Regions from separate parts of the Mus musculus genome. Here region 2 is linked to region 1. A link is a contact called in public Hi-C data. All regions are on one chromosome and are shown on one strand. Each heading gives the region's core, a stretch centred on a gene start, on an enhancer-like site or on the middle of the called end of the contact. The rest is flanking DNA. Distances are from core to core; before and after follow the strand shown. Region 1 overlaps Eif2ak3 (eukaryotic translation initiation factor 2 alpha kinase 3). Region 2 holds the start of Rpl34-ps1 (ribosomal protein L34, pseudogene 1).

Region 1 (7,236 bases), core at 2,433-4,932:
TCAGAAACTCCAAGTCAGATTTGCCTCAGATCAGGCTGATGGTAAAGTCATTGATGGCCTAGATTCTCTCCAGCAAGACTCCGGGATACAGTCCAGAGTCTTAGTCCCTGGATGTATAGACGTTTTCTGTATAGATTTACACTATGAAAGGGAAGGCTGGGGGCTGGAGAGATGGCTCAGCGGTTAAGAGCATTGACTGCTCTTCCAGAGGTCCTGAGTTCAAGTCCCAGCAACCACATGGTGGCTCACAACCATCTGTAATGGGATCTGATGCTCTCTTCTGGGGTAGACAGCTACAATGTACTCACATACATAAAATAAATAAATCTTTTAAAAAAATATTTAAAAGAAAAAGAAAGGGAAGGCTGGGAGCAGGACTTCTTAACCTGAAGGTTCCTAGTTCAGTGGCCCTCTTCCAGGAGCCAGGCTCTCCGCAGCCTGGGGATTAAGGATTCCATGCTATCCAGGATGGCCATTGGTGCTTTGTTTTGTTTGAAATTGAGCTGTCAGCCTCCCTTTATGTTAGTATTCTCCTCTGTAAAACAGCAGGGCTGACCAGTCCCGCGGTTCTCTGCCTGGATGTTCTGCTACGAGAAGTCTGGGATCCCAGCATGTTTCTGTCTTTTCTGAGGATTTCAGTTTGGATCCAACTAAGGAGGCTCTGTTTTTCTTCAGTCAAAAGACATTAGGGCTCAGAGTTTTAAAGCTGGATACGTAACGCTAGGTGGGGATTGTGAGGCTGAGTGTTCTTTCGCCTCATCGGAGCTTTAGTAATGCCGTGTCTGCAGAGATACAATTGGCTATTCATTTCTTCTTTGGAATTCCCCATGGAATTCCCCAAAATAGGGCTCAAATTATATAAGTCCTTAAAATCATCCATTCCCTGAAATAAACATTGTTGGAACTTTCATGGTTCTAAGTAACTCATTTTCCGGTTTAGGAATCTAAAGATGCCCATAACTTAGGTATTTCTTTAATTTCATTTTACTTTTTTAAAAATTGTGAGCCCAGCATGGTGTGTGCCTTTAATCCCAGCACTAGAGACAGAGACAGGCAAATCTCTTGAGTTTGAGGCCAGCCTGATCTACAAAGGGAGTTTCAAGACAGCCAGGGCAACACAGAGAAACCCTGTCTCAAGAAAAAAAACAAATTATAGAGATCGTGTGCTGGACATACTGGCACACATTTCAATCCTAGCACCTGGGAGGCAGAGGCAGGTGGATCTCTTTGAGTTCAAGACCAGCTTTAACTACAAAAGTAAGTTCCATGCCAGCCAGGGCTACATAGAGACAGGGTGTGGGTGGGTGGGGTGTCTGCCTGCCTGCCTGTCTATGCCTATCTGTCTGCTGTCTTTCTTGCTTCTTTGACTTATTTTATGTCTGTCTTTTCAGCTGAGGTATATCTGTTCTGCCTTGGGATGTCGCCGATGGGATAGTGATGAAATGGAAGAAGAGGAAGACATCTTGCTTCTGCAGCGTACGCAGAAGACTGTGCGAGCTGTCGGGCCTCGAAGCGGCAGTGAGAAGTGGGTATCCGAACATCAGGAATGGCGTTATTTAGAAATTCCAAAAGCTGGTCATGCGGTGCACACCTTTAGTCCCAACAGAGGCAGGTGGATAAAAAGGGGGATGTGACTCCATTAAACCTAGGATTTCTTAAAGACTTTCCTTTGTACAGATTCTGTGAATCCAAAGCACAATGTACTTTTTTTTTTTGGTTTTTCGAGACAGGGTTTCTCTGTGTAGCCCTGGCTGTCCTGGAACTCACTTTGTAGACCAGGCTGGCCTCGAACTCAGAAATCCGCCTGCCTCTGCCTCCCAAGTGCTGGGATTAAAGGCGTGGGCCACTACCGCCCGGCTACAATGTACTTTTAAGAGAAATGAATGCCTATGTTAATCTCAAAGATGTGAGGAGAAAGCCCACAGACCCAAATCATCATGGCTGCATTAGTTACAGCTAGCTTTTTTAAAATTCATATACACATTCTGTCTACCCATAAAGGCAGGGCTCAAGAGATCAACATCGGGCACGAGGGAGACAAGGTTTTTATAGTTCTGGAGTAGGGGTTTCCACAAATGGGGAGTTTGACAGGCAAAATTGGCAGGGTTATAGGAACAGGATTTAAACATAACAAGTTAGTCATAATGACCTGAAACAAAGACCTGATTGCAAGGAGGTGGTCCTTGCTAAGAGTAGGGTTGCAAGATGGTTATAACAACTTTTGAAACAAAGACAAGATTGCCATTCCTGGAACTGGGAGAACAAAACCATTAGTAATTAAGGTTACAGGTAGGGCATAGCCCAATTCTTGCAAAGCAGAGATTTAATCATAAATAGGAATGAACCTAGTTAGTCTTTACTATAAGATGGTTTTCAAGCCTAAAATGGGCCAAACAGCATCACATCGTGTGCTGCAAGGTGTGGTAACCAGGAGTCCCATGGAGTGAATGTATTTTTAGCTTAGTCCTTGGTCAGTGACATTTGGCCTAGTAACATGACTGATAGAAGTTACTTAATGGCAGGACACTTGAGTGTCTAGTGGATGCCTTGGTCGTTTGTCTCACTAGCCCTATTTTATTTTATTTACCTTTTCATTTTTGCAGTGCTGAGGATCAAGCCCAGCTCTCCCCACGCGCTAGGCAATGTTCCATCACTGATCTGCCGTCCCAGCTCCCAGCTTCAGAGTAGTCACTTACTCTGCTATCTTTAAAAGTACCAGCCATTCATTTGACCTAACAAATAATGAGCCCCTTATGTAATTTACCACTTAATATATGATTCAGCTGTTAGATACGCTGGTCCTCTGTCATGTCCAGACTTTCTCAGCTTGATATACTAAGCTCTGAGTCACCTGTGTAGTTAAAAAAAAAATCACTTTAGATCCCATCTTGATATTTTGAAACTGAACCACTTAGAAACTTTTGTCATCTGATGAAATAGAATTGAGGCATCTGTCCTGAAATTTGCTTTCAAACCCAATTAAGAAAGTATTTCCTTTTTTCTGTTTTTGCTGGCCTGTGAATAGAGATTTGTATTTGCCTGCCAGAGTTTATCCTACTGGGATTGTTAAATCTGAGAGCTCTGTGGGAGCACAGGTGCAGTTTAGTAGATTTGTGAGTTACCAGAATCCAAAGAGCAAGCGTGGGCCTCTAATTCTATTGAGAGAGAGAGAGAGAGAGAGAGATCTAATCTCCATATTCCTTAAACATAAATATAGATGTATATATATCAACATTTCCAAATTCATAGCTAGACCATTTTATAATCTTAGTGACTGTCATTATAGTTAATTATGTGTGTGCATTTCCTGCTCCCTGACTATAGAGAAAACATTGCTGGATAAGACAGACATCTAGGACAGAGGGAATCATCTGTCATATCTTGGTCAATAGAGAACAAAAATGGGTTTTGCTTAGGTGATTGAAGAAGTTCCATTGGAATCTAAAAGTAATGTATACAGCTTGCCTTTTACACTGGTTTGTTGGGGTGTACTTTGCTGCACTTGAATGACATGTGCTCAGGTAATTAAGAAATTAAGGCCGGCTGCAAGTCACCTCATTTTAATGTGATTTTGTTGTGTTTTATGAAGTACATGTTAATTTTTGATAGAACGTCTGGCCTTAGGTGTTTACTGTCTACGGCCTCAGAATAGCTGCTTGCAAAGGATCAGCCACGGCTCTCTGAGGCCCTCTTGTGGTGTAAATCAGCATTGCATTCCATTTCAAAAAGTTAAGATGAGCTGGGCGTGGTGGTGCACTCCTTTAATCCCAGCACTTGGGAGGCAGAGGCAGGTGGATTTCTGAGTTCAAGGCCAGCCTGGTCTACAAAGTGAGTTCCAGGACAGCCAGGACTACACAGAGAAACCCTGTCTCAAAAAAAACAAAAAACAAACAAACAAAAAAAGCTATGATGATGTCTTCTCACAAAAGTGTTCTATTTTCTTCTTCAGTCTAAAAGCAGTACTGTATTATTTGCGTGCTGTATTATTTGGTCCCTTCATTTAAACGTAAGATTCTAAAACACACCTTTATAAATTTAAGGTGGAATTTCAGTGTTGGCCACTTTGAACTTCGGTATATTCCAGACATGGAAACTAGAGCCGGATTCATTGAAAGCACCTTTAAACCGGGTGGAAACAAAGAAGACTCTAAAATTATTTCAGATGTGGAAGAACAAGAAGCCACCATGCTGGACACAGTGATAAAAGTTTCCGTTGCTGATTGGAAGGTCATGGCGTTTAGTAGGAAGGGAGGCCGCCTGGAATGGGAGTACCAGGTATCCGAGACCACAGACTCAGTAGCTCTGTCCCCAGGTTTTGTTTGACCATACACATTACTAGAGGGAGGTAATGCCATTTTGGAATCTCAGGTATTTTTCTCTGCTTTAAAACTGTGACTTTAAGAGACATTTTGTGGAGCTGGCAAGATGGTTTAGTCAGTGAGTATTTGCTGTGCAAGCCTGAGGACCTGCGTTCAGATCCCCATCACAACATGAAAAGCGAGGCCTGAGGTTCCAGGTCTGTTCCCAGCCCAGGGAAGGCATAGAAAGGCAGGTCCATGCTGGTCGGCCCCGTCTGACCAGTGGATTCCTGTAATCCTGTAATTCCTGTAAGAGAACCTGAATCAAAAATTAAGATGGAGAAGCTAGAGAGATAAATGGCTCAGTGGCTAAGAGGAGCTGCAGCTCTTGCAGAGAACACAGACACTCACAGAAAGGAGGGAGAGGGAGGGAAGGGGAAGGAGGGAGGGAGAGAGAAGGCATTTACAAGCGGAAATCTGTAAATTCCGCTTTCGTTGCTGACTGCTTCTCTCCTCTGTCTAGTTTTGTACTCCCATCGCGTCCGCCTGGCTGGTGAGGGATGGCAAGGTCATCCCCATCAGCCTGTTTGATGATACAAGTTACACAGCCAGCGAAGAAGCCTTGGGAGACGAAGAAGACATTGTAGAGGCTGCTCGGGGAGCCACAGAGAACAGCGTGTACTTAGGTGGGTAGCGTTAGCCAGGAAAGGCCCACTGACGCCCAGCGTGCTTCACTGGCGGCCCTTTCTACTTAGTTTCCGAGTACTTTCTTTGCCTTACTTTCCCTTAACGTCTGTGCCTTGATTTGTATTCCTGCGGTTTTTCCGCTTGTCCAGTTCTGCAACCTGATTAGTTTACTGTGTTCTTTTCATCTGAGACACAAGTTAGAAAGGCTCAGAAATGCCCTCATTCTGTGGAGCCGTGGTTCTCAGCCTTCCTAATGCTGTGACCCCCGGTTCCTCATGTGGCGATCCCGAACTATAAATTTGTTGTTGTTGCTACTTCATAATGGTAATTTTGCTACTGATATAAATTGTAATGTAAATATCTGTGTTTTCTGATCGTTGTGGCAACCCCTATGGAAGGATTGTTGGACCCCCAGGGTTGAGACCCTCAGGTTGAGAAGCACTACTCTAGAGACTGAAAACCTCGTCACATCTGTGCTGTTTGCTTTCTTCCTGCAAGCCACAGTTTGTTTATTTCATGGCATCTTTACAGCTAAACTGAAAAAAAACAAAGCTCTCCTGTGATTCTGTACTACTGAGCATATCACATAAATACATTTTGAAATGTTTGTATCTGTTTAGGTTAGCTTGGGTTATTGAGACAAAATTATATAAACTACATGCCACCCATACTTCAACCCAGTCTCCATGAAATGCCATGATCTGAAGGAACGAATGTCTTTGACAACATGAACAAGTCAAATATATCACTAAATAATCAAGTCATGGAAATAAAGAGCGCCCTCCTTTTCGTAAAATAAAGTAAAACATGAGCATGACTTGTAGCATTGGCCACACTGTTATCACGGCCCTGGCATTAGAGTTGTTTAGATAAACTTCCTTTACAGGCTGTTGGAAGCACAGAAAGTCTTATTTTTTGATGTTTTGGTGGAAATGGTTTTGTGTTACTGAAAAGGTGCTATTATTCAGTTCGGGGAACATTGTAGAGGCTTTATATATATATATGTTTTTCGGTTTTGTTGAGTCAAATGTAAATGCTTTGAGCATCTTCCCTGGAAAGAGCTATGTAGCAAAGGAATAACATTTGTCTAAGTGCATTAAATCAGAGCAAACTTTTAAGAACTCCATCATGTGACTGACATGTTTTTGACCATGTGGTTGACCCAGGGATGTACAGAGGCCAGCTGTACCTGCAGTCGTCCGTCAGGGTCTCAGAAAAGTTCCCTACAAGCCCAAAGGCCTTGGAGTCTGTAAATGGCGAAAATGCAATTATTCCTCTGCCGACGATCAAATGGAAGCCCTTAATCCGTAAGTCACTTAGAGACTTTACAAATACTACTGAAGTGCCTACTAGGTAAGTCAGGTGTGGTAGCGTGGGCCTGCAACTTCCTAGCACTTGAATGTGGAAGCAGGAGGTTCATCGACATAGTGAGTTTGAAGTCAGTCTGGGTGACAGGAGACCCTATCTCGAAACAAAAAACAAACAAACAAACAAACCCAGCACCTTTATTCCAAGCACCTGGGAGGCTGAAACAGTGGGATCTCTGTTAGTTCATGGTCAGCCTAGTCTGCACAATGAGTTCCAGCCAACCAGGGCACAGTAAGACCACATCTCCAAGACCAACTAGCAAGCAAAGCATTTAAAACAGAATAAGCCAGGCCATGGTGGTGCAGAGGCAGGCAGATCTCTGAGTTCGAGGCCAGCCTGGTCTACAGAGCATGTTCCAGGACAGCCAGGGCTATACAGAGAAACCCTGTCTCTCAAAACACAAAACAAAACAAAACAGAAAAATAAGTGTATGTAGGTAAACAAGTTACCTGGTAATCACATATTTTTGAGACAAATAAACAAATTGAAGTACTGGACCAAATCCTTTAGTTTTCTTTCTATACCTTTTGCGTGTTTTTATTGTAAATGTTATACTTGAAGGGCTTCTTTTAAAATTTTGTTTGAGTTTAATTTTATTTATGTGGGTTAGAGTGATCAAACTCAAGTTTGAAGCTTCGATGTTAGATGCCTTTACCCAGTGACCCAACGTGCTGACCCTTAAGCGATTCTTTGGATGAATGACCCTTTCTGCATCTGTTGTTTTGAGATACGGTCTGACTATGTTACCCATGTTCATCTCCCTACTCCTAAGCTCAAATTGTCTGCTTCACACAGATGTGGGTCATCTTCCTAGTGTAGGACCTGATTGCGTCTCAGTAGCAAGGATGTCTCAGTAGCAAGGCTCTTTGACCTGTGTTCTTGA
Region 2 (7,236 bases), core at 2,345-4,844, 240 kb after region 1:
TCTATTACTCAAGTGCTAAGATTACAGTCATGTACTACCATACCCAGATAAAATATACTTTCCTATTTTTTTAAAAAGATAGCATTTTATGTAGTCCAGGCTATCCTCAACTCCCTATGTAGCTGAGGGTGACCTTGAACTTTTGATCTCCCTGCTTCTGAATCCTAAGTGCAAGGGTTACAGGCTTATGCCTCTGTGACTGATTTTTGTTGTTCCGATTTGAACCAGGAAGGGAAGCAGAGAGCATGGGGTTTTACCCCACCATTTCATAGAGAAGTGCACCGCAATTCTGAGATGTCGTGGGGCGTGTGGGAGAGTGCCCAGAAAGATACAGATAGAGTCAGAAAGGAGAATGAGGTCTATTTTATGCATATGTATGCATGCTTGGGTATATGTATGTATGATATACGTTGTGTGTGTGTGTGTGTACCATGAGTGCACAGGTACCTGAGGAGGTCAGAAGAGGGCATTGGGTCGTCTGGAACTGGAGTCACCTAAGGCAGGTGCTGGGAACCGAATCTGAGTTCCCTGCAACAAGAGCAAGTGCTCTTAACCCGTCTCTCAGCCCAGCAAGCTTTCTTTGTCTTAGGAAAATGATAAGACTGTGCTTTAAAACTTCTATTATTACATTTATTCATTTGTGCCAGGCAGGGCTGTGGGTATATAAGTGTGCAGTTATGAATGTATCATACAGGAGCTGTAGCACACATGAGGAAGTCAGAACTTTGTAGAGTTGATTTCTTCCGTTTCCTTCCACCTTGGGGATCTTGGGACTTGAACTCAGGTCGCCAGTCTTGGCAGTATGCACCTTTACCTGCTAAGCCATCTTGCCAATCTTCAAAAAACTAAGGTTTGTAAGAAACAGGTTCAAGAGATCTACAGTGCAATGCGGGGACCATGACTAAGAACCACGCACACAGAACTTGAAAATTGTCAAGAGCAAACACTTAAATCACAGGATTACCAGTTTGCAACTTGAGACCAGGAGAGCAGACGCCTAATGCCAAGAAGACTGAAGTCCTTTTAGAGATGATAAGGACCAACCCGAGCATTGGAGGCATGCTTACCCACTTCTTCCAATCCTTTTATTCATCAAGCTGAGGCCCACACAAGGCCCGACCCCAGTATGTTCACTTACCCTGTGTCCTGGTTTGCTTCCTACTGCCATGACCAAAAGCAACCTGGGTAGGAAAGGGTTTATTCCATTTTACACAGTTAACCACCAAGGGAAGCCAAGGCAGGAGCGAAAGCAAAGGCCATGGAGGAGCCAATCACTATCTTGCTCTCCACAGCCTGCTCAGCTTGCTTTTTATATGAACCAGGACCAGCTGCCAAGCGGTGGCCCATTTCACATCAATCATTAATCAAGAAAATGCCCCACAGACATACCCATGGGCCAATCTGATAGGGCGATCCCTCGGCTGGGATGGCCTCTTCCCAGGTGACTCTTTCTCGTGTCATTCCCATACTCCAAACTTCCTTGAAAGTGGTCCTTCTAGCGTTTGAGGGGCAGGTTTTCAGTCTCTTCATCCCATCATTTAACCCCAGCTCCACCCACTTCAGCTCTGGGTTGGTTTGGCTAGGCTTGGACCATGGGAAGTGGCACTATTAAGAGATGTGGCTTTATTGGAGGAGGTATAGCCTTTTAGAGAAAGTGTGTCACTGTGGAGGCAGGGCTTTGAGGTCTCACATAAGTGCTCAAAGCTGACCAGTGTGTTCCGGACCCTCATGGGACTAACCTCAGCTCTTAGAATGACTAAAGTGTCTTTTCTGATGACCCCTGCTCTTATAGAATTCTCTCTCTCTCTCTCTCTCTCTCTCTCTCTCTCTCTCTCTCTCTCTCTCTCTCTCTCTCGTGTATGAGGGGGCATCTTTACCTACTTAGCTATCTCATCAAACCCCCCACCTTACCTTCCTCTTCAAATGTAACTAACCTGGCTTTAAATATGAGTCTTGTTATTTCCTCCCCCCAGGTACTGCTCATCTCAGGGAACAAAGGGTGTCATGCCCTCTCTGCTCCACCATCCTCATGGGGACAAGGTATTTGCATCTGCTCCATGTTTCTCCATCTTGCACCTATGCACCTATAGTTTGAGGCAGAGCCAGTCCAGGGGAGCTTTCTCTGGTAGCGTAAGGGCCAGAACCAGGTGACAACCATAGGAATGGAAGGCCATGGAGTTGAGACAACCTGCACTTAATCTGAATGTAGAGTGGTAGGGTCGTCGGCTTTTCCCAGGGGCTGTGCACACCAGTACTCTCTCATTTCCTCAGATTTGGAAGCTGGTGACTAGATACCTCCAGGGAAGTCCCCACACTACCATGACTGTTCCCTCAAGAATCCATACCCAGGCTCCTTCTCCAGAACCAAGTCTGTTCTGACTGACTGAGGGTCTTATCAGGAGAAATGGCTGTGCACACTGGATCTCATTTGCCCCACCCTGATGATCTGTGTACTAAGGCTAAGGCAGAGGTCCTGTCTGAGACTCAACTTGCTCACCTATAAGAAGTAAGGACTGAGAGAGAGATTTCTCAAAAGGGAATCCAGGAATCTAGGACTTGCTGACCAACCAGCTCCAGGTCAATGAGATACTGTGTCAAAAAAAATAAATAAATAAAAAATGACAGCACCTGAGGAACAACACAGGAGGTTGTTCTCTGGCCTAAACACACACACACACACACCACACACCACACCACACACACACACACTTCTCCAGCAGCAATGCATTTCATGTGTGTGAGTTTGTACACTATTTTTTTCAAATAATTTTCTAGATCCATCTGAATGACTTAAAAATCAAGTCACTGCATAATTTCAGTGTCTGCATTTATATCTGAATCCACAATCACCAGCCAGAAACTCTGTCACACAGGAGGCTGAGGCACTGGGCTAAGCTGGCTCTGAGAGAAGGGAAATGACCTCCCAGCTGCTGTGACTAGGGTGTTCCTGCAGCACAAATGGAAGAAAAGCTTATCAATAGACACCCACAATGATCATGTGCCGGGAGGACACTGCTGGAGTCCACCACAGTCTTGGTACCAGCACATGCGTGTTACACAGTGACAAGGTTATTTTGACTTTCTTGATTCTGTGTTTACGTCTGCTTTTCCTAGTTGAAGCAGTACGGAAGCGTGTCAGTAAGAAGTTTTACACCAGCTCTCTGGTGGTGGAGACAGGTGATTGATGGTTGTGGCTTGCTCCCTGCTAGCCTAGCTCCAGGTTCAATGAGAGATGCTGCCTCAAGGGAATATGATGGAGAGTCACAGAATGGGACACCTGACTCCTCCTCTGGCCTTTGCACAGACATGGGCTTGCTTACTGGGTCTCCCCATCTCCAGCTACTATTGCTCTCTCAGAAATCACAGACAGACAGACAGACAGACAGACAGACGGACGCACGCGAGGGCACACACACACACACACACACACACACACACACACGAGGCATATGTGAACTTTTAAAAGGAGAGAGAGAGGCACCAATAATAAGATGCAATACATTTTTTTAAATTTTTAAGTTATTTTTTATGGAATCCAGGACTTGCTGACTAACCAGCTTTGCTGCTTAGAAAGCTCCAGAACTCTTCCGGGGACGGTGCTCAGAGGCACTCAGGATGGTCCAGCGTTTGACATACCGCCGTAGGCTTTCCTACAACACAGCCTCTAACAAAACTAGGCTGTCTCGAACCCCTGGCAACAGGATTGTTTACCTCTACACCAAGAAGGTTGGGAAAGCACCTAAATCCGCATGTGGCGTGTGCCCAGGCAGACTTCGAGGGGTTCGTGCTGTGCGGCCCAAAGTCCTTATGAGACTGTCTAAGACACAGAAGCACGTCAGCAGGGCCTATGGCGGCTCCATGTGTGCCAAGTGTGTCCGTGACAGGATCAAGCGGGCTTTCCTTATTGAGGAGCAGAAAATCGTTGTGAAAGTGTTGAAGGCACAAGCACAGAGTCAGAAAGCAAAATAGATATGCACATTTTTTAAGTAATAAAAATCAAGACTTGATCTAAAAAAAAAAAAAAAAAAAAAAAAAAAAAAAAAAAAAAAAAAAAAAAGAAAGCTCCAGAACAATGAAAGAGCCTGTCTAAAAAAAATAAAATAAAACAGGGCAGAGCCTGCTGAACAGCACCTGAGGTTGTCCTCTGGGACAAGCCTAGATATGACTCAGTAGTAGAGCACCTGCCTAGCATGTGCAAGGTACTAAGTTCAACCCTCAAACCTTCAGGGTCCCCAGACTTCAGAAAATAAAGTCAGACAGGTGGTTTGCCCATGAGCAATGACAGGAGTGTGGTTGGATTGGCCAGCCCCACCTACTTTAAAGCAAGGACTTTGGATGTGTTCTGCTGCCCTCTGCTGGCTGGGAGAATTATTGCCAGGCTTTCCAGTGGATTTGGAAGGCTTCTTTTCCCCAAGGGAGCCAGAGAGTGCTCACCTTTGCTTGCAGGGTTGCTTACACGCTGCTGGGGTCTGAACCAGAGATACTTAAGCTGAATCGGTTTTACAAGCAACATGATCCCTGATGAGGAGTGAGCCTTGGATCAGAGACAATAGGAAGATAAGAGATGAGGGAGAAGTGACCCTCAACAGGTGGCCTAGCAGCCAAGCTCTGCTTTAAATCTTGACACTGCACCTGTTACAAGGCCCCCACACATGCATGTGTTTCAATGCCTGGCCTTTAGAGGGTGGGACTATTAGGAGGTGGGCCGTCTAGGAAAGCACAGCCAGGTTCTCACACAAAGCAAAGACAGGTGAGGGGGACCAGGGATAAAGAAAAGGGGGGCAAAGAGGAGTGGAGACTAGGAGGAGGCTGGAAACCCAAGGGAACCCCACTGGCTCTCCAGAGTAGCTTCAATGAACACTTCACACAGAACTCAAAGCCATCATCTCCCAGAATCCCAGTTGGCTCCTTTGTAAAATGGACTTGTCACACTGCCATCCGGATCCCATGAATTAATTTCTGTAAAGCAGCAACGGACATATTGTAGGTGATATTAGGAAAACGTTATGACCTCTTACAATTTGTTTACTTGTATGTATTATTATTGCATGTATACGATGTGAGTAGATTCTCTCCTACCACCTTTATGTGGGTTCTAGGGACAAAACTCAGGTGACCAGACATGTGCACAAGGGCTTTGCCTGCTGAACCACCTCAATAGTGCCCACAGGGCTCTTGCTCTACAAAAGTATCTGAAAATTGCCAAACAATTGTTCAGTGCCCAGGATGGTCTGTGCTGAGAGCCAGACTGATCCAAGGCTTTCTCAGAGGCCCCGATGAAAAGACAAAAGGAACCTAGTTCTCTGTCCTTGCTCAGGAGCTGACTTGGCAAGGACAGCCTGGGGCTGAGACCTGGGCCTCAAACGAGTTAGCTTCCGTTCCTAGGAACTTGCCTTCCCCCCTGAAAAGACTGGGGGTTATCATTCCTGAGACAGTGTGTGCTCAGTCTGTACTGCTCTTGAGGCACCTTGGGCTCCCCTTCTCCAACACTGCTTGATAAGCCTCATGTGACTTTGTCCCACTGTATTATAGTTTCTGCTGACTCTGTCCCTTATCTCCTCTGGAAATAGTGTATAGGATGCTGTACTTTCTAATAAGCTTGCTAGGCATAAGGCATAGCTTGTGCAAGACCTCCTGCTCACAAGCTTGATTACCTTCTTTATCTTCTAATATCCCGGTCCTCTCTCAGGACCCTGTCACTGAAGAAGGAGGTCAGCAGTGTGTTGTTGTTGTTCTTTTGTTTTGTTTTACAAAAGTTAAAGGGCTGGGGAGAGAGCTCAGAGGGTAAAGTACTTGCTTTGCAAGCCCAAGAACCTAAATTTGGATCCCCTGATCCCAAGTAAAGGCCAGATGAGGCAGTGTGCAATCCCAGCACTCCTGCAGCAAGACGAGAGGAAAAGACAGGGATCCCAGGAAGTCTTCAGGCCGGCTAGACTGCCCTAGGCAGCAGTGAACAACAGACCCTGTCTCCAACAGCACATGCACAAATGCAAAACGATAGTAAGACATAGTCATAGGTCTCAAGCAGTACGGTGGCCCCTGAGCATTTAATCTGTCACACTCATTTGGTAAGTGGCCCCTAGTGGTTCCATGTGTCTGATACTGTGGATGGTAGTATTCCAGGAACTGTGATGTGCTATATTGCCTGTAAGGGGTCACTATTGTTCCTTTAGCATGGCCCTACCATCCCCCACCCCAATAGGTCCAGTATTCCTATTCTTCCCTCCTGAATACTGGTTCTCAATGGCTATTTTTCTAGTAGTGGGTTCTCTCTAGCCTTCCCCTCAGGACTAGAGAGATGTAATCTGGCATGTTCTGGTGGGACACACCAATCAGATTGGTCCTGGATGGCCAGCACTCTCAGACCTTTGAGGGAAGATGCTCCTGAGGCCCAGTAGATGAGCAGCCATAGGGTGGAGCAGTAGCATCTTCTAGTGCCAAAAATATTTCCTCTACTCACTTCTGTCTTTCTAGAGGGAAGGTCACTATCCAAGGCATGGTGATTGCTACTGCTATTTGTGGGCCTGCATTTGCCTGAAATCTCTCCTGCTGCCCATAAGATCTGAGCCCAGTAACGTAAATAACTGAAAAGCTAGCTGGCTTGGCTGGTACACTGATGCCACCATGACTTTCTGTTCTCCACAACCTTCAATTTAGTGATCAACTTCTATCCACACCATCAGTACAGGTTTCCTTGCTCCCCTGCCTGCTCTGCTGAGCCAACCTGGTGCAGCAGAGGGATGTGACCCAGGCCTCAGCATCACCTCTCAGAGGCCAATGGGTCTACATTCAACCTACAGCTCTGATCTGCCCAAGAGCCGTTCAGAGCCTCCATCCAACTAACAGAGGAACATCCCCAATGCTTCAGCAGGTTAAAAACAAGTTCAGGAGAACCAAGGCTCTGAATTTGGTTTGGTGGCTGAATACACTGAGAGCCAGAGATGCTAAGACCCAGGCCAGTATGTAGGTGAACAGGCCTGTGTCACAGGGCTGTGATCTGACCCCTTTGAGCTGAAGCTGACCCCATGTCCAAAAGGCTGGCCATGTGAAGCCCCTGAAACTTGCATATTAGGCAAGGATACTGATGAATCTTTCAACATCAGCCCCCTCTACCCCAGTTCACTCTACCCCTTATAGAACAAAGGCAAGGAAACAGGAAAGAACTGTAGTAGCTTTCCCCAGAAGCAAGGGCACATCTCCTTGGGACAAGAGTATACAGAGTTTTAAAGACACAAA

What was found. Hi-C and Micro-C count contacts between places; a contact is called where the count stands out from the background.
Region 2: a Hi-C map of B cells shows a contact between it and region 1, with 2.6 times the contacts expected there. The contact joins the promoter of Rpl34-ps1 here to the enhancer-like site in region 1. A contact is called at or near these places in 13 of 484 Hi-C or Micro-C datasets (the 63-12 cell line, the AML12 cell line, B cells and 10 more), 3 of 115 datasets of contacts at active chromatin or transcription factors (embryonic stem cells, epiblast stem cells and kidney) and 2 of 9 other capture datasets (adipose tissue and embryonic stem cells).

The regions. Positions count from the first base shown.
Region 1 is chr6:70,877,444-70,884,679 of GRCm38.p6, forward strand. Eif2ak3 (eukaryotic translation initiation factor 2 alpha kinase 3) reads left to right here. Exons shown (of 17, transcript NM_010121.3): 4 at 1,392-1,525; 5 at 4,041-4,275; 6 at 4,822-4,984; 7 at 6,152-6,292. Among named protein-coding and RNA genes, the nearest start is that of Gm23346, 26 kb to the left of the region's middle. Within about 2 kb of position 3,683, at least 15 of the 459 cell types and tissues checked have an H3K27ac peak or open chromatin away from gene starts, as enhancers often do. A contact at or near this core is called in B cells and kidney, where this site is marked.
Region 2 is chr6:71,120,995-71,128,230 of GRCm38.p6, forward strand. Rpl34-ps1 (ribosomal protein L34, pseudogene 1) reads left to right here and starts at 3,595. Exons shown (of 1, transcript NM_001199350.1): 1 at 3,595-4,007. The coding sequence starts at 3,616. The coding sequence ends at 3,969. Thnsl2 (threonine synthase-like 2 (bacterial)) reads right to left here. Exons shown (of 9, transcript NM_001033929.2): 9 at 7,172-7,236.